Regions from separate parts of the Lactuca sativa genome. Here region 2 is linked to region 1. Evidence: chromatin contacts called from public Hi-C data. All regions are on one chromosome and are shown on one strand. The core of a region is the stretch at or near the end of the contact, and the rest is flanking DNA. Distances in the headings are between cores, read along the strand shown.

What was found. Hi-C and Micro-C count contacts between places; a contact is called where the count stands out from the background.
Region 2: a Hi-C map of leaf shows a contact between it and region 1, with 7 times the contacts expected there. The contact joins the promoter of LOC111880568 here to the promoter of LOC111880601 in region 1. A contact is called at or near these places in 2 of 4 Hi-C or Micro-C datasets (both in leaf).

Annotation. Positions count from the first base shown.
Region 1 is chr5:198,778,492-198,785,985 of Lsat_Salinas_v11, forward strand. LOC111880601 (eukaryotic translation initiation factor 3 subunit C) reads left to right here and starts at 3,313. Exons shown (of 4, transcript XM_023877030.3): 1 at 3,313-3,469; 2 at 3,679-3,753; 3 at 3,935-5,731; 4 at 6,351-7,494. The coding sequence starts at 3,727. The coding sequence ends at 7,313.
Region 2 is chr5:199,075,585-199,083,078 of Lsat_Salinas_v11, forward strand. It overlaps LOC111880568 (mechanosensitive ion channel protein 10), which reads left to right and starts at 2,768. Exons shown (of 5, transcript XM_023876999.3): 1 at 2,768-3,036; 2 at 3,392-4,865; 3 at 4,949-5,363; 4 at 5,437-5,639; 5 at 5,727-6,167. The coding sequence starts at 3,406. The coding sequence ends at 5,979.

The DNA.
Region 1 (7,494 bases), core at 2,063-4,562:
GTAGACCCTGTTTGGGCATAAAACCTAATATGAGGGTTTGCACCCTATTTAAACACCTTAACTCGGCCTCCTTAGTCCCATTTGCTCCCAGAAGACCCCCATAGCAAACCCTAGCCGTTTTTGAAGCAATCGAAGGCTTTTGGAGTGATTTTGGTGCTTTTGTGATCCAAGGAAGGAAGGAAAAGCTTGAAGGATCAAGAGGAGGCTAGAAGGATTCAGTTTTGAGCATCATTTGCTGACTTCAGAAGGTATAAAGTCTATACCTTGCTTGCTCTTTTGATATGATAAATCCCATTTTGTGGAGTTTTAGGGCTTTTCTAAGCCATTTTGGTCACCAACCATGATTGCAAGCATGGTTTGAGGTTGATGTTTCGGATCTAGGTCCTTTAAGGGGTTACAAGGCAGAAAGGAGTGGCTTTTGCACTCAAGGAAGGCCCCATGCATTGTGAGAGCTTGTTTTAGGACCTTTTGAGCTTAAAGTCCCATGCAAGCACGTAAAGGTTGTAACTTTACGTGCTAGATCGATTGTAGAAGCATAGATCTACATTTTGATCAAGTCTTGTACATCAGAAAGCGAAGATTCAGTGAGTAGTTGTGACCAACTCGGCGAGTCCAAGGTTCTGTCCCATATCAGTTGAGGGTCATAAGGACCCAGTTGAGTGTGGAAAGGTTTTAAGGGGGTCCCAAGGAGTGACCCAACGTTCTGGACTAAGCCATTGTTCTGGAAATTCATGGGACTTGGCGAGTGCATGAACATACTCGGCGAGTCCAAGACAGTCTTCTTAAGGATGAAGATGAACTCGAAGAGTTGTTCATACAACTCGGCGAGTAAAGGGCAGGACATGAGTATCAATTGATGATGAACTCGACGAGTTGTTCATACAACTCGGCGAGTCGGGTGAGGATTCAGTCGATGTTCATTTAGAAGGAAAACTCGTCGAGTCATCGCCTAACTCGACGAGTAGAGACGGGTTTGAGGTCTAATGGAAGGATAAGGACTCGGCGAGTTGGCGAGCCAACTCGGCGAGTCAGGTCAACTAGAAGTTGACTTTGACTTTGACTTGGTTAGGGGGGGGTAAAATGGTCATTTTACCATACGAGTAGATGTCAGTTTCTGACTAAGTGTTTTGTGGGAATTTTAGCCGGAGGATTTCTGGAGCAGCAGCAACAACAGTCAGAGGATTCCCGCACAGTTCAGCAGCTACTACGAGGTGAGTTACCTTCCAGTAGCGGTGGGTCTACGACCATAATGCCGGCCCACCAGTAGGGATCGTATGCTAGATGTTTGTCTTTGTGATATTCATTTGTGTTATTACTACTTGATATGTTATATGCTAGCGTGATATGGTATATGATAGTGATAGAGTTCGGTTGTTAGGACCGAAGGGTAGGTTAGGCACCCCAGATATGCCTAACAATATGTTATGACATGTTTAGCTGCTAGCATGATTTGTTACATGAGATAGAGGTAGTAGGAGTGGGAAGAGTCCCCGAGATTCGGTTGTTAGGACCGAAGGGTAGGTCGGACATCCCAGATATGTCTGACAATAGATTATACTATTATATATGTGATAGTAGTAGTAGGGGGTGAAATAGTCCTAGAGGTTCGGTTGTTAGGACCGAAGGGTACTCAGCACCCCGGAATGGCTCGACATGGGTAGGTCGGCACCCCAAAATGGCCGTACGGGTAGGTCGGCACCCCAGAATGGCCGTACCGGGTAGGTCGGGCACCCCAAAAATGTCTGGCAGTATGTATGTGATATGATTGTATGGTATGTGGTACGATGAGGGAACTCACTAAGCTTCGTGCTTACAGTTTTCAGTTTTGGTTTCAGGTACCTCTTCAGCGAAGGGGAAGGAGCTGGCACGGTAGCGGCACATCATACACACACATATTGGTTTTCCGCATTATGAGATGTTCTGGGATTGTACTCTGACATTATTATTATTTTCATGTTTTGAGATTTCAGACTCGAGATATGTTTTATGAAATGATATGATCGGATGATGTTTTACTACAAATGTTTTACAAACCACTTACTTTAAACGAAATTTTTTGGCGTGAAAATTGGGTCGTTACATGAATGATATTTATGGTTTTTATGAATAATTAAAATGAAATTTTTGGATTGTATTTTTTGGGATGTTTCAAGTTGGTATTAGAGTTTTGGTTTGAGGAATTCAGGCACACTCCCGGGTGTGTATGAACTCAAACTTTCAAAAATTACATTTTTGGCCCAAAAAAATGTAATTTTGCATGCAAACCTTTTATCTTTTAAAACGCAAAAAAAAAAAAAAAACACTTAAAATGAAAGAATTGCTTTAAGCACTTCCATATCATAAAATAAGTATGTCTTCAGATTCAACAGACAGAAAAATAATCAAAACCATTGAATCCATGTTAAATGATTGTTGTGTTTTTGTCTCCTTTGAAACTTTTTCATCCATATTATATTAGCCTTGATTATTTCTTTTTATAATTATTTTAGAATTTATTATAACAAAATCAAATTAAATCATAGCATAACGAAAAATCAATTACAAAAAAGAGATAAAACTAATATATATATATATATATATATATATATATATATATATATATATATATATATATATATATATATATATATATAAAAGAATTAAAATAGGATCTATTTAAGTTTAATATTATACTCCCTTTTAGTTTGGATCATCGCCTGAAAATAGGATCTCTTTTGATTATATATTATGTTATTTTTATTAAACCGGTTTTAATTACATATTTTATTAGTTCCACGTGAATTACAACAAATAATTGTTTATATAGCTATCAAAAAGATTTATAAATGGAAATGTAAAATATAATTTATTATGTCAAACGAAATTGTTAAATACACCTATTTATGTACTTAATATAGAAAATCTAAGATTTTTTATAAGAAAATATGTTTTTTTGTGTTGTATAAATATGATTTTATAAAGAAAAAACATATTCGAATTTTTTTTTTGAGAAAAAATTGTAAAAAATCTAGAGTTATGATGAATTCATTATATAATTCTGAAATTTAGGCCAAAATGGTCAATTTTAGACCAAATTTATAATAAAATTTTTAAATCTGGGTTAAAAATATAAATTTTGGATTAAATTTATAATAAATTTTAAAATCTGGGTGAAAAATAATTTTTTTGAAAGTCAGACAAAGCTAAATTGAATTTGATTACTAGTTTTTAAAACTTAATCGAGTTAAAAAAAAATATAAAGAATAAATCTACGACCCTAATGAAACTTTACTGCAGTTTTCAATAATAAAGTTTAAAGTTTTATGCTGCGCGTTAAAAATTTGCTTGTTACGATTTATTTTAGTTTCCCGTCCAGATACCTCTCGCCGAATCCTGACCCAAATCAATTGGCACGCATAATTTCTCACACACTCAAAACCCTAAACCGCCGACTCCATCCGTTCCCGTGACGCTAGTTGCCGATTTGCAGGTATTGGTACCTCCATCAATCTCTCCTCTTCTTCCTGTATTTAATTAGTTACAGATCGAAACCTATGAAACATCTCGTTTATCCTATTCGTTTACCGAACGATTGGTTTTAACTCTTTCTCATAAGATTTGAATCTTGTAAATTTTAATTCTTATAACTGTCGTTTGTTTCTCTCGATTTTCTGTAAGAATTTACATATCATCGTGCAGATTTAGGTTTACTGGGATTTTCTATACGTTTGTCAGTGAGATAAGAAGATGGCGTCAAAATTTTGGAGTAATCAGGTTTGTTTTTTAGCCTTCAATGATAAATACAGATCAATTGAAACTTTATTCGTTACATTCGCGAACCAGATTATGCACAAATCAAGAGAATTTAACGGAGTTCTAACTTTCTATTTATTAAGAGCAATTGTTTAGATATGCTAAAGAGGATTCGTGTTCTAATTTTTGTCTACATCAATAGGCTGACAGCGAGACTGAGTCTGAAGTGAGTGATTATGAACAAGACGATGTTAATGAAGGACAGGAAGATGCTACCAATGCACCTGATAGGAACAAATACCTTGACACTGGGGACAGCGACAGTGATGATTCAGACATGCACAAGCGTGTTATCAAGTCTGCAAAAGACAAACGCTTTGAGGAGTTGTCTACCACCATTGATCAGATGAAGAACGCAATGAAGATCAATGATTGGGTCAACTTGCAGGAGAATTTTGACAAGATTAACAGGCAGCTTGAGAAGGTCATGAGGGTGACAGAATCCGATAGGGTCCCCAACAATTATGTCAAGGCGTTAGTGATGCTTGAAGACTTCTTGAATCAAGCCATGGCAAATAAGGAAGCAAAGAAGAAGATGAGTAGCAGCAATGCAAAGGCATTGAATGCAATGAGACAGAAGTTGAAGAAGAACAATAAGCAGTATGAGGATTTGATCAATAAATGTAGAGAAAATCCAGAAAGCTTTGAGGATCAAGAGGAAGCTGAAGAGCCTTCAGAAGATGAAGATGAAGATGATACTGGTTCAGAGATTGATGACCCAACAAAGTCAGGGACAGAGTCAGAAGGCGAGTCAGATGACAATGAACATGATGAAGACATGGATGAAAACCAACCTGGTTGGGAGAGAATGATGAACAAGAAAGATAAGCTAATGGAGAAACAGTTTAAAGATCCAAGCCAAGTGACTTGGGATATAGTCAACAAGAAGTTCAAAGAAGTTGTTGCAGCTCGTGGTAGAAAGGGGACAGGAAGGCTCGAGCTTGTTGAACAGTTGACTTTCTTGACCAAAGTGGCTAAAACTCCTGCTCAAAAGCTAGAGATCTTGTTCAGTGTTGTGTCTGCACAGTTTGATGTCAACCCAGGTCTCAGTGGACACATGCCTATAAATGTCTGGAAGAAATGTGTTCAAAACATGCTTGTGATACTTGATATCCTTGAGCAATATCCAAACATTCTTGTTGATGATTCTGTGGAGCCTGATGAGAACGAAACCCAAAAAGGAGCAGACTTTAAGGATACTATCCGCATATGGGGAAACCTAGCAGCTTTTCTTGAAAAAGTCGATGTTGAATTCTTCAAAAGTCTACAATGCATTGATCCTCACACACGTGAGTATGTAGAAAGGCTTCAAGATGAACCCTTGTTTTTTGTCCTTGCCCAAAATGTTCAGGCGTATCTTGAACGTGTTGGGGATTACAAAGCTGCAGCTAAAGTAGCTCTAAAGCTTGTTGAGCTTGTGTATTACAAACCCCAAGAAGTATATGGTGCAATGAGGAATTTGGCTGAGCAGTCAGAGGATAAAGGAGAAGAATCAGGGGCTGAAACAAAGGAGGAAAGCCGGGGCCCACCTGCTTTTGTGAACACTCCCGAGATTGTCCCTAGGAAACCTAGTTTTCCAGATAGTAGCAGGGCGTTGATGGATATTTTGGTGTCTCTTATATACAAACATGGTGATGAAAGAACCAAGGCTCGTGCAATGCTTTGTGATATTTATCACCATGCAATTCTGGATGAGTTTTCTACATCGCGTGACCTGTTGCTAATGAGTCATTTACAGGATAATGTTCAGCATATGGATATTTCAACTCAGATACTTTTTAACAGGTCTATGGCTCAGCTTGGTCTGTGTGCTTTTAGGGCTGGACTTATTGCTGAAGGACATGGATGTCTTTCTGAGTTGTATTCTGGTGGTAGGGTTAAGGAGCTTCTTGCACAAGGTGTCTCTCAAAGTCGCTATCATGAGAAGACTCCTGAACAGGTAACTTTGACTTGAAATAAACTGCATCACCTTCATTTAGTTAACTATGTCAAGTTACTATTAAGTCCTTTCTTTATTAAGTAAGAAAGAAACACCCATATTATATATAGCTTGCTGTATTCGTGTTGCCTTTGTTAGACAAACCTTTGTAGGGCTGTTTTTTGATGACAAGGGCATTTACGTCCTTTTCACACAAACGAGAGATTGAGAGCAAATCACTGTCCCACCTTTGCTTTGTCTTTTTGGGTTGGAGAAAAAAAAAGTTGCAATTTTTGTTTCATTGATAGTCTGTCTCAATCCCAGTCCAATGCAAGTCAAACACAATACAACTTGTTCTGAATAATAAACGGGGCCTTTGGCCCCGTTTATCATATAGGACAGACAGAACATGTTGTAATTTGTTTGATTTGTATTGGACTGGGATTGAGACAGACTGTCAATGAAACAAAAGTTGCAACTTTTTTTTCTCCAACCCAAAAAGACGAAGCAAAGGTGGGACAGTGATTTGCTCTCAATTTCTCGTTTGTGTGAAAAGGACGTAAATGCCCTTGTCATTGAAAAAAAAGCCCTAGAAAACACAAGATAGATATTTAGTATTTGAAGGTAATGATTTGTGCAGGAACGGTTGGAAAGAAGAAGGCAGATGCCATACCACATGCACATCAATCTGGAACTCCTGGAAGCGGTCCATTTAATCTGTGCCATGCTCTTGGAGGTCCCGAACATGGCGGCAAACAGCCATGACGCAAGGCGGAAAGTCATCAGCAAGACTCTCCGGCGGTTGCTGGAGGTGTCTGACCGCCAGACTTTCACCGGACCGCCAGAGAACGTGCGGGACCACGTCATGGCCGCCACAAGAGCCCTCAGCAAGGGTGATTTCCAGAAATCTTTCGAAGTCATTAACTCCCTGGATGTCTGGAAGCTTCTTAGAAACCGCGAAAGCGTCCTTGAAATGCTAAAAAACAAAATCAAAGAAGAAGCTCTCAGGACTTACCTTTTCACCTACTCAGCATCCTACGAGACAATAAAGTTAGAACAGCTGGCAAAGATGTTTGACCTTTCAGAAAGTCAAACTCATTGTATTGTTAGTAAAATGATGATTGGGGAGGAGCTTCATGCCAGCTGGGACCAGCCGACACGGTGCATTGTGTTCCATGAGGTTGAGCACAGTCGATTACAAGGTCTTGCTTTCCAGTTGACTGAGAAGCTATCGGTTCTTGCTGAGAGCAATGAGCGGGCAGTGGAGGCCAGGCTTGGTGGTGGTGGGTTAGACGGTCTGCCGTCCAGGCGGCGGGAAGGCGGTCAGGACTATGCGGCGGCTGCTGGCGGTGCAAAGTGGCAGGATAATAACATGGGTTACTCGCAAGGGCGGCGATATGGTCAGGGTCAAGGTCAAGGTCAAGGTCAAGGTCAGTATCAGAGGGATCGGGCGGGTCAGTCGAGAGGCGGATATCAGAGCATGAGGTATCAGGATACGGCGTATGGCGGTGCTGGGCGGGGCTATGGTGGTTCTTCCGCTAGGGGAGGTCAGATGGACGGGTCTAACCGTATGGTGAGTCTAAACAGGGGGGCTCGGGCTTAGTGAAGTGAAATCTTTATTTATGTTGGGTGGGGGGCATGCATGTCTTTTCCTCTCTTTTTGTCTTAATTTTGTTTTTCTTGGTGTTGGTGTTTGGACATGGTTGTTGTTTCTATTGCTTCATTTGAGTGAGGACAATGCACATGAGTTAATAATTTTGTCTACCATAACTTGTTAAATTATT
Region 2 (7,494 bases), core at 1,518-4,017, 300 kb after region 1:
AGAATCCAAACTTTTCATTTTTAATTCTTATTGATTTCATTTATGTTAGTATTACTCTTATTAATAATTGTTTAGATGTAGTAAATTATTTGCACAAAAAAATAATCGCCTCTAGAAACTAATTTATAAAAGAAATTATTCGCACTCGTCGCTTTGCGTGGGTAAACGGCTAGTATATATCAACGTGTTTAGTCTTATATGCTTCAAAATGGTCTTCTTCATGAATCCTCATTTGTTGACACACCAACCCAAATTGGGTAGTAAAATAAGATAATCGTTATCTCCTAGAAGTGGCTACAACTCTTTTATTTCAAATCATTGTTCTTAAACCTTATTGGGTTGATGTTGTTAATAATGTTTGCTTTCTCATTAATTGAATGCCCTCGATTGTTTTGGACGGTAGAGTTTCATTCTTAATCATTTCTTAAAAAAATACTCCCCATCTATCTGAAGATATTTGGTAATACATGTTTTGTTTATGATACCCGACTACACATAACTAAACTAGATCCAAAGTCTTTAAAATGTATTTGTCTTTGCTATTATCAACTTCAAAAATGGAATAAGTGCTTCTATCCTACGCATAATTGGTACATCATATCCCGTGATGTTACATTCCATGAAAATCGACCCTTTTCTTGTGTATAATCCTTACAATCCAAGAGCTAATGATTATTTGTTGGTTTATACCATACATGGTCCTAAATCATCCCAGTCTCCTACCACATTCACTCGACACAATCTCAAGGTTAAACTAAGCCACTGATTGATCACATATATCAAGGCAACAACAATCTACATCAGATTCCTATATGATGCCACCTCCATGTGAGAATCCTACGAGTGATGATCCTCATGTGTCTTGTGACCCACCATTCCTGTATACAACATTTGGATCTTGATGTTCTTATTTATCTTTAAGAATTCAAGCATTCATGTATTAACATTACTTTTTTGTTTTGAGAGCCTGAAAGATTTTCTTGCATCTCGATTTCAAACAAAGGACCTAAGCCCATTAAAATATTTTTTGGGATTTTAGATCTCTCATACTCAAATAGGAATTTGTTTATCCTAATGAAAATATTGTTTGTGTATATTGAATGACTCTTGTTTGATTGAAACAAACCCTTATGAGTCTCCTAAGATTCCAAATATGAAGTTAAAAGTAGAAGATGAAGATCTTCTTGAGAATCCAAAAAGTATAGATGAATTATGGGAAAACTAAACTATCTAATGATTACACAGCCAAACATTGCTTTCTGAATACCTAAAGGGTGCTCCGGGTCATGGCATCTCAATCCGGAATCATGGTCATCATGTGATAGAAGGGTTCATATATGCCAACTATAATAGAGATCTACAAGCAGGCAGTCTACTATGTGTTGTTGCGTGTTTGTTGGAAAAAATCTTATTCCATGGAAGAATAACAAAAAAAAATAGTGTTTCGAGGTCAAATGTAGAATCTGGATACAATGTTATATTCAAGAACATTTGTGAACAGATGTGGTCGAATATGATTCTGTAATCTATTAAGTAAGGTTTACTTAATCCACACAGATGAACATATTGTATGATAATGAGACTACTACATGGAAAACAAGCATGTGCTTCATAAAAGAACTAAATACATTAAAGTGGATTGTCATTTCACTTGTGAAAAGGTGAGAGATGGAACCATCACAATTCCCCATGTTCGAACAAGAAGCCAACTAGTTGATGTCTTCACCAAACATTATTTGGTTATCATATTTCTATTATTTCTAACAAGGTGGGCATGATTAACATATATGTTCTAGCTTGATGAAGAGTGTTAGAATGTAATACTTATATTTGTTTAGCTCATGCTTTTTAGTCCATGACTGGTAGAGTTTTGCTACATTTAGAACTATAATCTCTCTCTCTCTCTCTCTCTCTCTCTCTCTCTCTATATATATATATATATATATATATATATATATATATATATATATTTCTCTCATTCATTTATACACATTCAATATAATTCCAAATTTCAATATTGTCCTTGATTTTAAAGATAACAATAACATCGACAAATGTATTAATTCTTTTTCTTACTTTTGATTTTGAGTTAACACGTCAATCATATATAACAACTGAAAAAATAAAAGGTTAATCAGGTAAATAGTCACTGTTGAAAAAAAAAAGGGTAAATTGATGTTTTTGTGCTAATAAAAAGGGGTTGAGAAAAAAAATGACAAATATAAGTGGTATCATTATCTTCTTTTTTATATAAATAAAAATGTATACTAAATCATTCATATATTTTTGTGAAATTATATGCAGGAATAAAAGCATAACGATCATTTACTTCGTTTATTATATTCTTTCGTTAAGATTAAGATTAAGATATTTGATACCAAAATATAAAAGCATAACGATCGATTGCTTCGTTTATTATATTCTTCCGTTAAGATTAAGATTAAGATATTTGATACCAAAATATTTTTATCACAATACACGATAAAAAGAAGTTTAATAAACTTGCATAAAACATGCATCACATTGTAAGCAATATACTAACTGATATTCTAATATTTTTGTCATACAAGCTGTATTCCTTTAGAAAAAAGATAGAATATAGAGAAAAAAAAAGTATTTTTACCATGTCATTATTTAACTGCTTTAACTTTTTCTTTTCAGATATCAAATCTTTTAATTTGTTTTATAAAAAACATAGATATAAATATTATCGTCAAATCAGTTGCTTTTTTATTAAAATAAAAAAAAAATTAACAAATTACTTTATATTTTTCTATATTTTGTCCTGAAAACAATTTGAAAAAGGTCAGCTTTCTCGTGTTCAAAGTTGAGCGGTACCATTTTCATGCACCTATAGATCGTCTGCTCCGATGAATCCTCTCTCCGCCGCCTGACGGCCTGAGATCTCTCCGGCCACCACCGTTTTACTCGTATTTCTTTATTCAGCGTTATCTCCAATTCAAGTTGTCATCCAGGAGTTCTTCCAGTAGCATTTGCATGTGTATGTGCTTCTCATGCTGCAAGCTTTCAGTGCATGTGAGTTCAGTTTATCTATTTCATCAACAGTTCTCTAGAAACACATTTGCTTAATTATATAACTGCTACCTTCATGCCTTTGCGTAATCACTTCTATTCAAGTTGCCCTCCCATCTATGGCTAAATGTATCGTATCGTAGAAAGTGACGTCTCTGCTGTTAATTCGCTTGTAATTCTCGTATTATTTTGTGCATGTGTGTGTGTGTTTCTGTAATGTTTCATTTGAACTTGAATTCGAGGAGGAAATCTTCGAAACAATAGCTGTTATTTGTTATGTTTAGTAGCTACAAGCCTACAAATGTTAATTTCTTGAAGGCGGATGTAGGTGACAGTTTTTATTGTAATTAATTTCTAGGTTTTTGACTACGAATGGATGGAAATGGTAAAAGCTCGAAAACAGGGGAGATCAGCATGACGGAGAACAAAAGCGGCGAAGTGGTCGTACCAATTTCCGGCGAAGAGAAATATGTGAAACGCGCTACTTTTGGAGTAACGAGAGATGCAAAACCAGGAGCAGTTAATGAGTCACCTCATAGAAAATCTGTGGATTCATATGTTATTTCAAGCCCTAACAGCAATTCGCCCAAAACCCCTAATCCTGAAACGTTATCCAGGCGAAGAACCATAGCAAGATCGATCAAATCCAAGCCCAAATCAAGGTTTGGTGAACAACCATTAATTGATCCCAATATGCTCGATGATATGCCTGAACCAGCTGGCCAGAGCTCAAACTCGTCCATGAGGATATCTGCTCGATCCTCTTCTAGAATAGCAGGCAATACTACTGCTTCTCCAACTGGTACGACAACAAGAACTTCATCCATAACTCCAAAAACTCCATTAATGGCATCACCTAAAGGTGCAGGGGCAGAAAAAGATGATGATGAGGATGAAGAAATCTACAAGAAGGTTAAAATACGAAGGCAATTAAAGCTCAAGAGGGTGAAGACGAAAGTACTACTTCAATGGGTACTACTTCTATTGCTTGTGGGTTGTTTAATTGCTAGCTTAATGATTCCCAAGTTGAAAAACTACAAGATATGGAGCGTGGAGTTATGGAAATGGTTTGTGCTTATAATTGTAAAGATCTGTGGTATGTTAGTCGTCAATTGGCTGATGCAATTCATAGTATTGCTGATAGAACTGAATTTCTTGTTGAGGAACAAGGTGTTATACTTTGTTCATGGATTAAAGAAGAGTGTTCATGTATGCCTTTGGTTGATTGGAGTTCTTACTACATGGATATGGTTGTTCAATGGCAATCATGTCAAAAGATCAAAAACTGCAACTAGGGTTTTGGATTTCTTGACATGGACTATCGTTTCCTTACTCGTGGGTTCAGTCTTGTGGCTTCTCAAGACTTTATTGATAAAGATTCTAGCAACAAATTTCCACGTCAACAATTTCTTTGATAAAATCCAAGAATCAATCTTTCTTCAGTATGTTATCCTAACCCTTTCAGGGCCTCCGATTATGGAATCATTAGAAAATGTCGGGGGGAGTAATAGTAATAGTAATAGTAAAAGTCAACTTAGTTTGAGTGTGAAGAAGAAGAAGAATGGGAAAGATTCAAAGACACAAAAAGGAGTGATAGATGTAAGTAAGCTTTATCAAATGAGGCGTGAAAAAGTGTCTCCATGGACTATGAAGATATTAGTTGACACAATATCAAACTCAGGGCTCTCAACTTTCTCTGGTGAACTTGAAGAAACTGCTTATTATAATGGAGATGATTCAGGTGAATCTACAGACAAAGAGATTACTAATGAAATGGAAGCAATTGCAGCTGCATATCATATCTTTAGAAATGTTGCTCAACCTGGTTCTGAGTAAGAAACACATCTATATTACTTTTGAAGTTTGAATGAAGTTTGAACAAATTCTTGTTTATTGATACATGTTATATTTGTAGATACATTGAAGATATTGATCTAAGGAGATTCATGATCAGGGAAGAGGTGGACATTGTGTTTCCAATGATTGATGTAGCTGAAAAGGGGAAAATCGATAGAAAAACATTAACAGATTGGGTGGTGAAAGTTTACAATGGGAGAAAAGCTTTAGCATATGCATTAGATGACACGAAAACAGCTGTAGATGAATTGAACAAGCTTATTACAGCAATCTTAATTGTTGTAACCATAATTGTGTGGCTTCTTTTGACAGAAATTGCTTCCACCAAAGTACTTGTCTTCCTCTCTTCACAGCTTGTTGTGGCTGCTTTTATATTTGGGAACACTTGCAAGACTGTTTTTGAAGCAATTGTGTTTGTTTTCATGATGCATCCGTTTGATGTTGGAGATCGTTGTGTTGTTGATGGTGTTCAGGTATATAAAATATTCTCTAAATTTTGTGTTTTAATGAGATTGCTATAACTACGTATGATGTTATTTGTGATAGATGGTTGTTGAAGAGATGAATATCTTAAATACGGTGTTCTTGAGATATGATAATGAGAAGATATATTATCCAAATTCGGTTTTGGCTACAAAGCCCATTAGCAATTTCTATAGAAGCCCAGATATGGGTGATAAGGTGGAATTTTCTATCGATTTTGCAACACCCTTTGAGAAGATCGGGATATTAAAAGACATGATAAAAATGTAAGTTGATATAGAATGCTAGATATAGTAACATAAAAATTCATTTATTTGTGTATTATAGTGTCCTATTTTTGTGTTTATGGTCAGATATTTGGAGAAGAATTCTCAATTATGGCACCCCAATCACATTTTTATTGTGAATGAGATTCAAAATGTGAACATGATAAAAGTGGCCCTCAGTATCAATCATACAATGAACTTTCAAGACTATGGTGAAAAAAGTAAGCGTAGAAGTGAACTGGTTTTAGAGTTGAAGAAAATGTTTGAAGAGCTCAAGATCAAATGCCATCTTCTTCCACAAGAAGTTCATCTCAGGAATCTGGAAGCACCAACTTATTAAGCGCGTATATGATTTGTTAAGGTACAAATATATTTCTTATGAAATTTGTATACTTGAATTATTTATCTTACATATTCTTTTAATAAATTTGTATACTTGTGAAATGTATTTATGATGTTGTATGACTTGAGTAAAGTTTGAAATTTTGCATTGGGGATATTAAATGAGAATTAAGTTTATTTTTCCAAGAGAGTTTTCTAGAATTATACTGATTTTGTGATAAATTAAAGAATATATATTGTTCTTATTTGTGTTATGATGGATATTGTAAATCATCAAAGAAGCATCGTATGTGGAAATGATGCACCCGATCCTTGGGATCCAATGCATGTGACAACAAGAACAAGAACTCGAGCTCCAATGGGCTTTGCCATCCATAGTGTCCTCTAGTGATTTACAAGGCACCAATTCATCTCTTGTTTCTCACAAGATAAATGTGATCGATGTCATAAACAAATAACGTCTCGTTTTCCTCATCATGTTTGTATCATATGTTATTAATAATCACGATTTTTAGATGAAGAGCCCGAGTGGACATCCAGTATCAATCATAAAATTCCAATAGATAACCGAACCGAACTGATCCATTGTTCATCCAACTAGATATCCAATATTAATCTAATAAATATCCAATTACATTCCAATATTATCATCCAATTAATTTTAGAGAAATTACAAATATAGCCAACTTTTTTAATGATTTTACATGTTTGAATATTGGTTGCTGAAGTTGAAGACTTGAAAAGTATCGTTTGTTAGTCTTATTTAATGTAATTGTGTGTGGTTTTAGTTTTAATTATCATAATTATAAATGATTTTATTGGATAGAAAATGGATTAGAATTAGGTGGATAATAGATAACCAGTTTGATATATTCAATTGATAAAACCAATCCAATCCAAATATCCAGTTGAATCGATTCGGTTTGGTTACATATAACAAATTAGATTGGATTGGTTGACAAAATCCAACATCTAATGGATAATTGGATTGGATTTGTTCCATCAAAATCTATTGGATTAAATCGATGAACATCCGTATGATTTCTCATGGATCCAGGCTACATTGTTTCCAAACCTAACACTTATGTAATGATTCATGAATTTAAAATTCATTGTGATATGTAAGGTATCTGCGTCCCTTATAAGGTAATGTAAAGTTGTCTTTCCCGGTCGATATGTGATCAGGGATCCCTTCTCAACTTGAATGGGGAGAGAAATCCATGAGTTCACATTGACTGTGAAGGAGAGAGCTAAGCAATTTCTTATAAGGGGTGTGGATACCTTTCTCATCATAGCACGTTTTAAAGTCATGAGGACAAAAAATCCTATGAGAACTCTACGACCAAGCATGCCCAAGGTAGAGTAATTTCAAGATGGGTGACCCTCCTAGGATGTTTTCGTGTCAGACAGCCCAAAGCTAATGATATTATGGTCGGCCGAATGTGAAAATTTACACATATTCTGACACCCCAATAATGTCATCATTTAGGAAATTGTTGATAGTCCATCCCGT